Linked DNA regions of Mus musculus: regions 2 and 3 are each linked to region 1. The links are chromatin contacts, called in public promoter capture Hi-C maps. All regions are on one chromosome and are shown on one strand. The core of a region is the stretch at or near the end of the contact, and the rest is flanking DNA. Distances in the headings are between cores, read along the strand shown. Region 1 holds the start of Dnajb12 (DnaJ heat shock protein family (Hsp40) member B12). Region 2 holds the start of Vps26a (VPS26 retromer complex component A). Region 3 holds the start of Kifbp (kinesin family binding protein).

Evidence for each region. Promoter capture Hi-C pulls out the DNA fragments that hold promoters and counts their contacts.
Region 2: a promoter capture Hi-C map of liver shows a contact between it and region 1, with 11 times the contacts expected there. The contact joins the promoter of Vps26a here to the promoter of Dnajb12 in region 1. A contact is called at or near these places in 3 of 39 promoter capture datasets (liver and pre-B cells) and 1 of 115 datasets of contacts at active chromatin or transcription factors (bone marrow-derived dendritic cells).
Region 3: a promoter capture Hi-C map of liver shows a contact between it and region 1, with 4 times the contacts expected there. The contact joins the promoter of Kifbp here to the promoter of Dnajb12 in region 1. A contact is called at or near these places in 2 of 39 promoter capture datasets (liver and pre-B cells) and 1 of 9 other capture datasets (liver).

The regions. Positions count from the first base shown.
Region 1 is chr10:59,876,881-59,880,995 of GRCm38.p6, forward strand. It overlaps Dnajb12 (DnaJ heat shock protein family (Hsp40) member B12), which reads left to right and starts at 2,703. Exons shown (of 9, transcript NM_019965.3): 1 at 2,703-2,930. The coding sequence starts at 2,798.
Region 2 is chr10:62,485,255-62,489,825 of GRCm38.p6, forward strand. It overlaps Vps26a (VPS26 retromer complex component A), which reads right to left and starts at 1,551. Exons shown (of 9, transcript NM_133672.3): 1 at 1,404-1,551. The coding sequence starts at 1,406.
Region 3 is chr10:62,577,083-62,581,488 of GRCm38.p6, forward strand. Kifbp (kinesin family binding protein) reads right to left here and starts at 1,375. Exons shown (of 7, transcript NM_028197.2): 1 at 882-1,375. The coding sequence starts at 1,295. Ddx21 (DExD box helicase 21) reads right to left here. Exons shown (of 15, transcript NM_019553.2): 15 at 3,165-4,406.

The sequences.
Region 1 (4,115 bases), core at 1,453-3,952:
AATTTCTAAGCCAATTAAATATCTTCTATTAGAAAATGTTGGGCTGGTGAGATGGCTCAGTGGGTAAGAGCACCCGACTGCTCTTCCAAAGGTCCAGAGTTCAAATCCCAGCAACCACATGGTGGCTCACAACCATCCGTAACGAGATCTGACTCCCTCTTCTGGAGTGTCTGAAGACAGCTACAGTGTACTTACATATAATCAATAAATTAAAAAATCTTTTAAAAAAAATGTTATAGTGAACTGAAGAGATGGATCAGCGGTTAAGAGCACTGGCTATTCTTCCAGAGGACCCAGATTCAATTCCCAGTACCCACATGACAACTCACAACTGCCCATAACTGCTGTTCCAGGGGACCAGGACACTCGCATTCAGACATGCATGCAGGCAAAACACCAATGTCCATAAAATAAAAATAAATAAAATTTTTAAGATAGAGAAAAAGAGAAGACATGGTCTACATGCTCTTTAAAAGAAGAAAACGCTACAGAACACCCCGTGTTAAGAGCACACAGAGCCCCTTGGGAACACACTTGAAACAATTGCATCAAAGATAGAGAAAAAGAGAAGACATGGTCTACATGCTCTTTAAAAGAAGAAAACGCTACAGAACACCCCGTGTTAAGAGCACACAGAGCCCCTTGGGAACACACTTGAAACAATTGCATCACAGTGAACGCAGCGGCTCACACCGCCAGCATCTCTCCGTGCTTATATTGCTTGGCCTCGACATAAAATTTCATCATGTGAAACCTTCCTCCATTAGAAACATCCACTTCACTTGGCCCCTAAGTGACTCATATTTCTTCCTTCACACCACACTTCAGTGTACTCTCCTCTCCTCAAGCCCCTCTCCCTCCGACCCTCTGAGTAATGGAGGGCTCTGTAATCCAGCTCCCCTCTGCTCCGCACTTACATCTTGGTGTATCTAATCCCATGGTTTGCTTTAAAAGCATTCGTGACTGGTAAGACGGCTCAGCAGTTAAGAGCACTAGCTGCTCTTCCAGAGTTCAATATCCAGCAACTACACGGTGGTTCACGACCATCTATGAAGGGATCTAATGCCCTCTTCTGACATGCAGGTGTACATGCAGAGAGGGCATTCGTACATTTAAAAAAATTCACATCCGTTGATAATTTTCAAAATTAGGATTCTGCTCAAGCTTCTTGTTCTGTTATTTTTGTCTTGGTGGAAAGGGGCATTGCTGGGGAATTAAAGCCAGGGTTTTACACCTTCTAAGCATGGTCTCCACCGTCAGCCCTCCCTCCGTCTTCCCTACACCGTATGGTTGCACAATCCCGATTGCCATTCCCATCGCCAATACATCCTCCCTATATCAAACATCTAATATTCAAACTTCTCAGAGGGAGTTCCGACCCAGCTAAGTCTCCATGGCAGTTCTCCCAACACTCACCCCTCCTCTTCCCCTGCCCACCTCCTTTCCAACCCTGCTCCATCCCTCCCTCTACCCCTGTGACTATTTCATTTCCTCTTCTCAGTGAGATTCAAACATCCTTTCCTGGGCTCTTTTTGTTACTTAGCTTCTTTGGGTCTGTGGATTGTAGAATGGTTATCCTGTACTCTATCTATGGCTATAATCTACTTATAAGTGAGATACCATGTTTGTTTTTCTGAGTGTGGATTATCTCACTCGGATGATCTTTTCTAGTTGTGTGTGTGTGTGTGTGTGTGTTTATATGTTTTATATGTTTATGTTATATATTTATGCTTTATATATATGTATATGTGTGTGTATCTGCAACTCGATGAATATATATTCACCGAGTCTCACTTGATTATAACAGCTGCTCTTTAACTTTTGTTTGTGTCTGTTTCTCGAGACAGAGTTTCTCTTTGTACCTTTGGCTGTCCTGGAACTCACTTTGTAGACCAGGTTGGCCTTGAACTCAGAGTCCTTCTGCTTCCCAAGGGCTGGGATTGAAGGCTTACACCACCATCGCATTGCACCCTTTAACATTCATTTGGTTTATTGTAGTTTCTTGTGAAAGACCATAGTGCAAGGGCTAAGAAATAGCCAGGAGATTTAGCCTAGTGGAAGTCATTGGCAACCTTCACTAAGTTGCTGTCACTTAAGTGGGAGGTAGGCTGAGCTGCATCCTGACTGGTGTGACTCTGTAGTGACTCCTGTAAACTCCTCCTTAATCCCCGCAATAACTCACAACGAAAATCCTTATGCGGAGCCTTTCCATCTGTTATTTCCTCCAGTCGAACCACCCTTCCTCCAATCACATGTTCCTGTTTCTTTAGAGTTCAGAGCCTGTAAAATGAGTTTCTGATATATTAAGCTATCTTAAATGGTAGCCCTCCCTTCCATCCCTCTACTTTTCGATATTTGCCTTGACTGTGTCACTATCTGAATGTTTCCGTTTACTTGACTTCTCCCCACCCACGAAAGCTCTGTGAGGACACGGTTTTGTTTTGATACCACTGCCACATCAGACAGCAGCGTCTGACAATCGGTAAACATCTGTACGATTCACAGATAGTCGGACTGGAACGCAGAGGCTACCACCCGAACGTGCGCGCACACTCAACTTCAGCATTTGCGCTCTAGAGCGCCCGCGCGTTCTAGCGCCTCCGAACCGAACGCCCCTTTCTTAGGAGACATACGGTAGGGCTTCCGCCCGGGTTCAACCCTCACTCAAATCCCGGGAAGGAGGGGCGGAGGGTTATGTCATCCTTCCGCGCCGGCCTGCCCCGCGACGCGCCGGCGGCTGGCGCAGCCCTTCGCTCGCCCGGCCTCCCCCTCCCTGGTTCCGTGCTCGGGTTCCGCCATGGAATCCAACAAGGATGAAGCCGAGCGCTGTATCAGCATCGCCCTCAAGGCCATCCAAAGCAACCAGCCCGAGCGGGCGCTGCGCTTCCTGGAGAAGGCGCAGCGGCTCTACCCGACGCCACGAGTCAGCGGTGAGTGGGAGGCGCCGCAGGGACCGAAGGGGGCATTAGCACGGATCGGGGGACCACGGGAACGGACCGACGGGAGCAGTTGGCGGAGGGGGGAGGGGTGGCGAGGCGCGGCTACGCCTGCGCACTGGCGCGCGCGGGTGCTGCTGGGATTCGTAGTCCAGCGGTGCCGCGGTCTCTAGGATGCTGGCCCCCTGGAGACCCCCGAGGGCCCGGCTCCCAACCCCTTCCCAGTGCTTGTGGAGGCCTCTGGAATGTGAGGTTTCTGGGAAGGAGACGCGCTGGGAGACCCGGTGAAGAGGACTCTTGTGGACGCGAAAGCGAACTACTTCTCCCAGAGGGCTGTTCGGTGGCTCAGGGCCACTGGCCGGCCTGGGAAATATTATAGTTCAGGAAAATAAACATAACTATTCTAAGGGAGAATGGGTTCTAGAGAGGGAAGGAATTCATTCGCTCCAATCAGAGAACCCTTAGCGAAATAAGACATTCCAACTCGCAGTCCTTCCTGCAGTCTCTTGAAAGCGGTGTTTCGGAGTGGATGGATTGTTGAAGATCCCAGTGTCAGCCACCCTATCCCACCTTCTTCCTCAGCAAGCCCGGGTGGCGGGTCTTATGGACTGCTACGGCTGCTGAGCTCCAGGTAGCTAATAGCCTAGGTCTGAGACCTCCCAACCCAGGGAGGGAATAGTGATCTTGTCTTCGCTACCCAATCGTCTCACTTTACCTGGTAACCTCCCCCTCATTTTTGCGTTTGTAACCGAAGTGACCAAAGAAAATTTTAATACCAGCTGGGAAGGAGAAAGACACAGGATTTGTTTCTGTGGAGTTAGTAAACTCTCTGACATGTAGCAGACTTTCAGAATTAAGAGACCCACATCTCATCGTGAGCTTGGGTTTCCCCATCTGGAAGTTCAGGAAGTTGGAACAGATAATGTATATAAACAAGAATACCCATAGTGCTTTTCTGTGTAGAAAGTTCTTTCTCGTGTGTTTTGCCACCTGATCCTGTAAAGTCAGGAAGACAGAACACCACCCTTCTATCTTCTCAAGATGAGGAACTAACTCATCGATAAGCGTCTTAGGATGTGACACAGCTAGAAAGTGGAAAACCCTGAGATTCCATACGTGTTTATTAAAATGAAATGAAGACGCAGCAGCCAGCCTCTCACCTTCCCTGCCCAGGTTTGG
Region 2 (4,571 bases), core at 301-2,800, 2.6 Mb after region 1:
ACCTTAAAAATAAAAAAAAAAATTGCTCTTAAACTTAACTAGAAGGGCCGGGCGTGGTGGCGCACGCCTTTAATCCCAGCACTCGGGAGGCAGAGGCAGGCGTATTTCTGAGTTCGAGGCCAGCCTGGTCTACAAAGTGAGCTCCAGGACAGCCAGGGCTATACAGAGAAACCCTGTCTCGAAAAACCAAAAAAAAAAAAAAAAAAAAAAAAACTTAACTAGAAGGACTAATTCAACTAAGTAACCAAGAAGAGAGCAATTTAAGCTTTCTTTTCAAATTATAAACAGTGAAAGGAGGACTCCCTAACAGCCTACTAATTCCTTCTTAGTTATTTACAGCAGTTGTAATTTCCACCTTAAACTAATTTATCTAAACAAATGCTTAACTCTCCAGAGTCTGTAAGCTGCAAGGAAGCAAGCAGTTTGCCTTGTTTATCTGTCCCTGGACTCACCCAAAATACTGTTTAAGAAAACGCTCCCTGAATGAACTTCTCCCCCACCCCCCAAACCCTAGAGAAAGCAAATAATTTCTGACTCAAAGTTATTTAATCAAAGCAACGTTTTAAAAATAGACCTGGCTGGCTGGCTTGAGACGAGAAGTTTCAAGCAGTTTATTAAAAGTGGCGAGCTTGGGAAGAGCGGGTAGTATAAGGGGAGCGCACAGTGGGCTCTCATGGAGTATATGCTAAATAACACGAGCCAAAGGAGCTCTAATCTATAGACCGCGGGCGCGTAGTTAAACACTAGCGCGCCCAACGGTGCTTTCCATTAAGTGTGGTTAAGTGCTCTGATTTTCATCCCTGCCTGGGCTCCCAAGACACTGCAACATCCCAAAGTGCTAAGTTATAGAAATCGCTTAGGGAAGGAAGTGAAACCAAGTGCTTAAATCGGCGTCTGGAGATATAAATGAGGGGTCTCGGCTCCGACACCCTCTTGTCTCCCCTCCCTTCCCCTCCTATTCTACAAGTGCCAAAAGCCTCCACCCGAATCAAGAAATCGCAGAATGTCTCCACAACCAGCTTAAAGAAAATAAGCGGACTCTATCGAGCTCGGGACGAGGAAGGTGAGCAGGTCTCGCCAGAGTCCGGAACTGGGAGAGAGGGCACTGACTGTCCTCGGCTACCTTGGAAGGCGAGGCTGCCGAGCTCCGGCTGGGCGGGCTGCGGGTGCCCAGCCAGGGTCCCCACAGCCGGTCGAGGAAGGCGGGCAGAGGCTCCGACATGGCCGGGACAGTGCCGCCGGCCGCAGGTGCTCAGGCCTGGCCGGGAGCGGGCAGCCGTCAGGCCTCACCGCTCCGCGCCCCTTCCCTGCAGGCTCGGCGCCGCGCCCGCCGTTGGGAGTCCCGCCGCGCGCCCCACGGCCCCGCGGGAGACGACCTCGCAGGCAGGCCGCCGCGCACTCACCATTGTCACCGCCGCCGGGTCGCCCACTCCACTCGGCTTTCCCTCAGAAGAACTCCCAGCCTGGGTGCCTGCGCCCCGCCGCCCGTCACGTGACCGTAGGCCATCAGCCGCACGTGACCACTCCTTTTCCTCTTCTCCCTCCCCCCCCCACCCCGCCCCGCTAGAGGCCCCGCCCTGCTAGAGGCCCCGCCCTTCAGGAAGGCCGTTTCGAGGCGGGGCTCCTCCGCCCCGCCTTTCGGTTGAGGGCGTGGTCTGGGTGGGTGACGTCTGGTGGGAGGAGTCAAAGATCTGTCTTCTCAGTCCAGCAACCCTAGAGCTAGTTGTCACGTGACGAGCCGTGCGCTGTCAAACTCCTCCCTCCGGCACGCCCATTTCCTTTTCCCTAGGGAAACTTGGGGGACTCGAGGGTTTGTGCGGGAGGCGTGTCTTTGCGGGCTTGCTGCAGTTCCGACCTTTGCGCCTGATCTGTTTCCCGCCTCAGCCCCGAGAATTGTTGGCCTCCGAAGAGACGGTTAGGGAGAAAAGCTAATCTTTAAAGCACATCCTTTGCAGTCCACGGATAGCTCGTGACGCAGCCTTCCAAGCCGGAGAGGCAGTACTCTCAAATCGGTTCCGCCCTCCTTACCCCCCCTCCCCGGCAACAGCCCTTCCTAAAAGTTTCGCAAGCGTGCAAAACGCAGCTCTCCAACACTCTGATCCAGTCAGTCATTGTAGTGGAGGCCCAGAAAACCTGAGGATAGATGAAATACTACGAAGGCTTAGGAACTGAACCTTTCATTCAGATTTATGGGCGGAGGGGTGTCATCAGCCCTATCATAACGAAACTCAACTTGGGGAGTAGAGTGTCAAGTTGTAAGTCTAAAATATTTAAAGGTTAAAATGAGGCTTCGGTCTCCAATCGCGACAGAATTCAAATACTGGAAATGAGTCTTTTGTTTGTAAGACAGGGGTTCTCATGTACTCATGTAGACTAGGCTAGCCTCAAGTGGAGAGTGAGCACCTCCAAAGTGCCTTCCCAATGCTGTAATTGCAGGAGTCACTGGTGGTTTTATGCATTGCTGCAGATGGAACACTGCACTTCCTTCATGCATGCAGGAGAAATCTGCCTAAAATGATATTATCTGAAAACAAATCTTAAAGATTGCTATGCCAGGGAGCTTTGGAACGAATGGATGTTTGTGTGTATATTTATTGTTGAGACAGGGTCTCACTAGGTGTCCCAGGCTCCTCTGGAATATGCTATGTAGCCCAGGCTGTCAAGAAACACATCTGTCCTCCTTCAGCCTTCCCAATATTGGAGATTACCTGTCATATTTACAGACGGGTAAAATAGTATGGGGACAGAGAAGGGAGTTTAGATCTCAAAATACTATTGATTAAAACCCTGTGATGCAGATGGCTTGGATGAAGGAGCATCACCCACTCTATAAAGAAGGATAAGTCAGGTATAGAGGTTCATAGCTGTAATCCCAGCTCTCCGGAGACAGAAGAAGTAGAAGAATCGCCATGAATTAAAAGACCCCTGGAGATTACACAGTTAGTCCCCTGAATGACCTGGGCTACAGTGTGAGACCTTGTTACAAGGAAACAAAAGAGAGAAACAATTGCGCATAGTCTAAGATCTGAAAGGTTAACTGTGTTTGTTGGTTCTAGCACCATTTGCTCAAAATACTTTCCCCTGTAAACTGCTGTGGTGTGGTATGCTTGTCAAAAATCTATCGATTGGGGCTAGAGAGATGGCTGAGCTAAGTCAAGAGCACTTGCTGGCTACCCCTTCAGAAGCATGAGATTTGATTCCCAGCATCCAAATAGTGGCTCCTTACCAGGGGGATCTGATGCCCTCTTCTGGTCTCCATGAGCATCACATATGCAGGTTTTGTACAGAAGGTCTGCAAAACCTCCATGCACCCAAAGAAAGACTCAAGGAGGTAAAATAAAAACAATACTGGGTCTTCCATTCATGAGCACTGTGCATTTTTCTAATTTTTACCTTTTTTTAGTGTTCTTCACCAGTGTTTCTAATTTCCAGTGTTATACATTTTTATTAAATTTATCTCTAAGTGCCTGTATTTTTTAACACTATTGTAAATAAAACTAAGTTTTTCATTTTTCAGTTCTTCGTTGTGATGTGTGTAACTTTCCTGTATTGACTGTGTACCCTGCAGTCTTCCTAAATTTCTTTGATGATTTGCTCTAGGCTCACACATACACACACACACACACACACACACCTTTTTTAACCTGGGTTTCTTTTTTCCTTTGTGGAGCTGAGGACTGAACCAGAGCCTCATGGATCCCAATCAACCAGCCTACCACTAAGCCACATCCTCGGCTGTCTTCCTGGAATTTCTTGAAATCCTAGATTGAGCATCCTAAATGGATTTTCACTTTCTTTCCTGTCTTCCATCTGTCTCTTGTTGTTTTCCTTTTTCCTTTTCATGTTTCTTTATTCTGGGAGGTGTATATTACATGGTGTGCATGGAGAGCAGAATTTGTACATGTCACTTCTGGGAATTGAGCCCAGGTCCTCAGGCCTGTCAGCAAACACATTTATCTGATGAGCCATCTCACCTGTCCTTGTTTTTCTTTTTGTCCCAGAAATGGTCTTAGTACATATCTCAGGCTGACGTTAGACTCTTGATTCTCCTGCCTCAGTCCCTGAATGCAAAAATTATATCATGAGCCACCATGTTTGCTCATGTTCCAGTTCTCATGATGATGATGATGAGTTTGTGTGTGTGTGTGTGTGTGTGTGTGTGTGTGTGTGTGTGTGTGTATTGTTTGGCATAGCTCTCCGTGAGCTTTCTCTCTCTCTTTTTTTAAAGATTTACTTATTATTATACATAAGTAGCTGTCTTCAAACACTCCATAAGAGGGCATCAGATCTCGTTATGGATGGTTGTGAGCCTCCATGTGATTGCTGAGATTTGAACTCATGACCTTCAGAAGAGCAGTCAGTGCTCTTAACCACTGAGCCATCTCACCAGCCTCGAGCTTTCTCTTTTAGTGTTCAAACTCCTGTGTAATCTATCCTTGAATTCTATCAAAGTCGGTTTGTGTGACCAACAGAATAGCGTGGTGTGGCTGCCTCAAGCTGCTCCTGACTTGGTTTCTCCTGGACCATTCCCTTCTAACAACATCCACTCCCATGGTGTAAAGCCCCATGGA
Region 3 (4,406 bases), core at 125-2,624, 2.7 Mb after region 1:
GTAAATGCTGTACCACTGAGCTACACCCAAGGGCCTGGAAAACTCTACCCACTATTTGAATTTTGAAATGTTATGTTCTCCAGAGCAGAAAGTCGCACTTGCTGCTTATAAAAATGTAAAGGATGGAAGGTGAGATCAGTTTGGACCAGATAGAGTTAGTCCAAACAAGAGTTCCGATAACCTCAGCAGGGAGGCTGAGGTGGGGGGATCATGGGTTAAAGGCAGCCTGGGCTACAAGACTCTGAAAGGAAAAGGGGGAGGGGGTCCTAGCACTCAGGAGGTGAAGACAGTCGAAGTTAAGCATTGCAGACACAAATGGATGTCTAAACACAAACAAAAAATAAAAAGTTATTAAAAGGTTGTCGAGACAGTTTAAGGAAAAGGTACGAATTCCTTGCTGAGCAAACAAGATGAATGTGGTAAAGAATAAAGTTTTAAGATTTTGGCCATTAACAACAACAACATTTAAGATTGGATCATTCTTGCGATCCCTTGTCCTGTTCATTCCATTCGAATCCCGTTGGATTATTTCTTCACAGAATGAAACTAAGCTTGTCATTGGGTTGGGAGGCGCTGATTCGGACGCTTAGGTTTTCTGCCCAGGATTACGGAAAGTAGCAAGTGAGGCTGGAGTAGGCGGCGAGAACTCAGAGGGAGTTGGTAGGCAGATGGAGGGTAGGTGTTATGACAAATTAAAAGGGACTAAACTTCGCTATGAAACCCAGGCTAGCCAAGAACCCAAAGCAATCCTCCTGCCGCAGCCTCCCTAGTACTGGAATTTCAGGCCGGGTGTTGTGCAATGCTGGGGACTGAACCAACTGAGAGACGTGCGCAGCCAGGAGGAGCGTTTTGGATGCAGAACTCCCGCCTCAGCATCTCACCTGCGCCTGGATGTAGAGAGACACACAGCCGAGCGACAGGCGGTAGGGGCGCAGCAACGACAGGCACCTGACCAGATGCTCCTCGCCGGCAGACAGTTCCTCCGTGTCGATGTGGTTCACACCAAGGTGGAACTCGACCACCGCGAGGCGCAGCGCCCGCTGCGCTCCGGGGCCCTCAGCCTCCCGGGGCTCACCCGCGCCCAAGGCCTGGTCGCCCGGCCCATCGTCAGCAGCCGGCTCGTCCTCGTCCTCGGGCGCCGGGCCCAGCAGCGCGCGCACCTCCTCCAACAGCGCGCGCGCGCCGTACTTGGACTTGTACGGCTCCTTCTCCGGGTTCTTGTGCAGCTCCACCCGCGACAGGGCCAGCGCTGCCTGGAACTTCTCGCGGATCTCTGGCCCCGGAGCGTTCGCCATCGCGGCCTGAGCTGACGGCCGCCTCCCCGTCCGTGGACCAGCAGCCACTGGAGGCCTCCGCGTTGCGACACTTCATTTACGACGTGTCGTGACTGTGGAGCGCCGACCAATGAAGTCGGTAGAGGGGAGCGCTAGACGCTCGGCAGCAGCCAATGGGAGGATGTTCTGGTCGCCACAACAGCCGTCGTCAAGGAAACGAAGCTGTCAGGGAATACAGAGCCTTCCGCTGCTACCCTTGAGCAGTATGGCTTCTCCTGCTTCATCCCAAAATGTAGTTTATACAAAAATGTTCAGAATCAGAATGATTCTTAGGGGTAAGGTACTAGCCTATCGTAAAGTCAATCCCTAGCTTAAATGAAATTTAACACTAACATCTTTCGATAACTGCTCAAGTTCATAGGCAAGAATCTTTCACCACTAATGTATTACGCTATCACAGTTAAAAATTATAGTTGTAGGAAACTACAACCCAGGTACCCAGGTCTCAGGGATCAAATTCAGATCCTCAGGCTCAGCCTCCGCAGCCTTTACTTACTAGAGCCACCTCACACCACCACCGCCCAGTCCCTGAAAATTCTATAAAGGCTCTGAGCTAGGCATGGTGCCAATTATCTGCAGGCTGACACAGGGGCCAGTGTTGATATGTATTGTAATGCTAAATTCTGTAGCCTATGATTAAATTCTCATGCTTACCAGCTTTTGTTGTACAAACTTTATTCCTTAATTTAAAACTTAATTTGGTTAAATAAAAATGGCTACAGCTAGCCGGGCGTGGTGGCGCACGCCTTTAATCCCAGCACTCGGGAGGCAGAGGCAGGCGGATTTCTGAGTTCGAGGCCAGCCTGGTCTACAAAGTGAGCTCCAGGACAGCCAGGGCTATACAGAGAAACCCTGTCTCGAAAAACCAAAAAAAAAAAAAAAAAAAAAAAATGGCTACAGCTGCCGGGCGTGGTGGCACACGCTTTTAATCCCAGCACTGGGGAGGCAGAAGCAGGCGGATTTCTGAGTACAAGGCTAGCCTGGTCTACAAAGTTCAGGACAGCCAGGGCTACACAGAAATCCTGTCTCGAAATAACAAAAACAAACAACAAAGGCTACAGCTAATAACTGCAGGGATCAGAGGTAGGTGGGTTTCCTTGTTGAGCATTGGAGAGAGTAGAACAAGAGCCAGGAGAGATGGACCATGAGCACACGGCAGGAGAAACAGCAATTACTTGGGGGAACACTGCTGGGAAAGAAGCCAGGTCAGCAGTTGGAAAAATAGATTAGAGATTATCCCCCAGTAATTGTCAAAGCCAAATAAAATAACCATAGTGTGAGTCTCACTTATTTGTAAGCTGGTCAGGGATAAGCTCAGAATTGGTTGTGCTACAAGTCTACATAGTTCCAAGACAGCCAGAGATACACAGTGAGATCTGTCTTGAAAACATTTATTAAATGTAAAATTATTTTAAGTCTTAAAATGTATGTACATACATATTGAAAGGTAAACATAGGATGTTAGGGGAAGAGAGCAATTCACAAAACTTGAATGGATGATTCAAGAAATGAACCTGTAGAAAATGGCCCACTGAAGGGCTGGGGGGATGGCAGTGACTGCTCTTCCAAGAGGTCCTGAGTTCAAACCCCAGCAACCACACGGTGGCTCACAACCATCTGTAATGGGGGATCCGATGCCCTCTTCTGGTGTGTCTGAAGACAGTGAAGGTATGTTAACATAGGATTGCGTTCATTTTTATGACAATTTAGCCAAGGCTAACTCCCCGTTATAACCTGATCTGCTTTAATGCAGTATACACAAAAGGCAAGCCAAGCTACTAGATTTACAGACCTAGCAGTCACTGCTATAAAATAAAAGCCACCAAGAACTAAATATAAAGCATCGGTATCTTTATTATGGCATAATGCAGTACTTTATACAGCAATTCATTTTAATGTAAAAACATTTTATGTACAGTTTCAGGAAAACATACATAGACAGCTGGAACATAAAAACAGGCTGTAATTTCAAAGTCCAGATTTATTTGATAAAGTGGAAAATATTTTCTCTGTAGAAAATAGTAAAAATGATAACATTTCCCAACAAGCCCATTTAAACCAAATAATAGTTGAATTATACATATAAATATTGCTTAGTTTCTGCAATCCAAAAGAAACTTCATTTGTTTGAAAAGTCATGTTTCATTTAAATTGTGTCAATTGGAATTCTTCCCTTCTTCCCCTTCACTGTTTGGTTTATGACAGATCATTTTTCTATAGGGTAACCCATTAATTCAAAATGTCTTTTAGCCTTTCCTCCTGCAAGCAGAGCCAGTATGTCCTTTCATCATCTTGAACTGGCAAACTCTTTTATCCCAACAGTGACATGCTTCATTAAACCATGCCCACATTTCTTACAAGCTACAGTTATCAACAAAGAAAACAAGAAAAACAAAACCCAACAAATCCTGAGCACAGAGGATGAGCCATCTGGTCAGAGTTCAAGGGGAAAACTGAATTTAAATAGAAAAAAGGGCACTGCTTCAGCTACCGGGAGCTGATTGGTTATCAGAGCCCTTTAATGCCAGGTAAAGGCCAGTTAGGAGGTAAGGACCATACTAAAATGAAGGTCTTAGTTGATCCAAACAATTAAGAAAAATTAAAAAAAAACCAAAATGACAGTGCGTGGTTCTGACTTTCCTCCCAAGCCTGTTCTAAGAGCCCTGCGCAGAATCTCTAGTACAGCTAGAGGACCCCACCACTCAAGCTTCTGTGCTAGGCGGGATGATTCCCAAATAAAGAACACCAGCAGTAGGCAGGGGCTATGCTTCAGTTCCCTCAAAGTAAGAGCTTAAAATGGCACAGCTTGTCATAGAAGGGCTCTCTGAGCTGTGATAATTTTTCAGAGAAGCTGCTTAACAGAAATAGATTTTACGTTGTGGTTTAAGATCTAAGCCACTGAAAACAAGCCTGTCCCACTGTGCCCCTTTAACAGCCCCAGACTGCACACTAGCAGACACAGCCCCTCCAGGAGCCACGAGTCAGGACCTGCTCACCACTCAAAGCACGCTTCTCCACCTCCTCACCTGTCACGATCAAAGACACCTTTGTGGCTTTTTTGAGATATTTGTC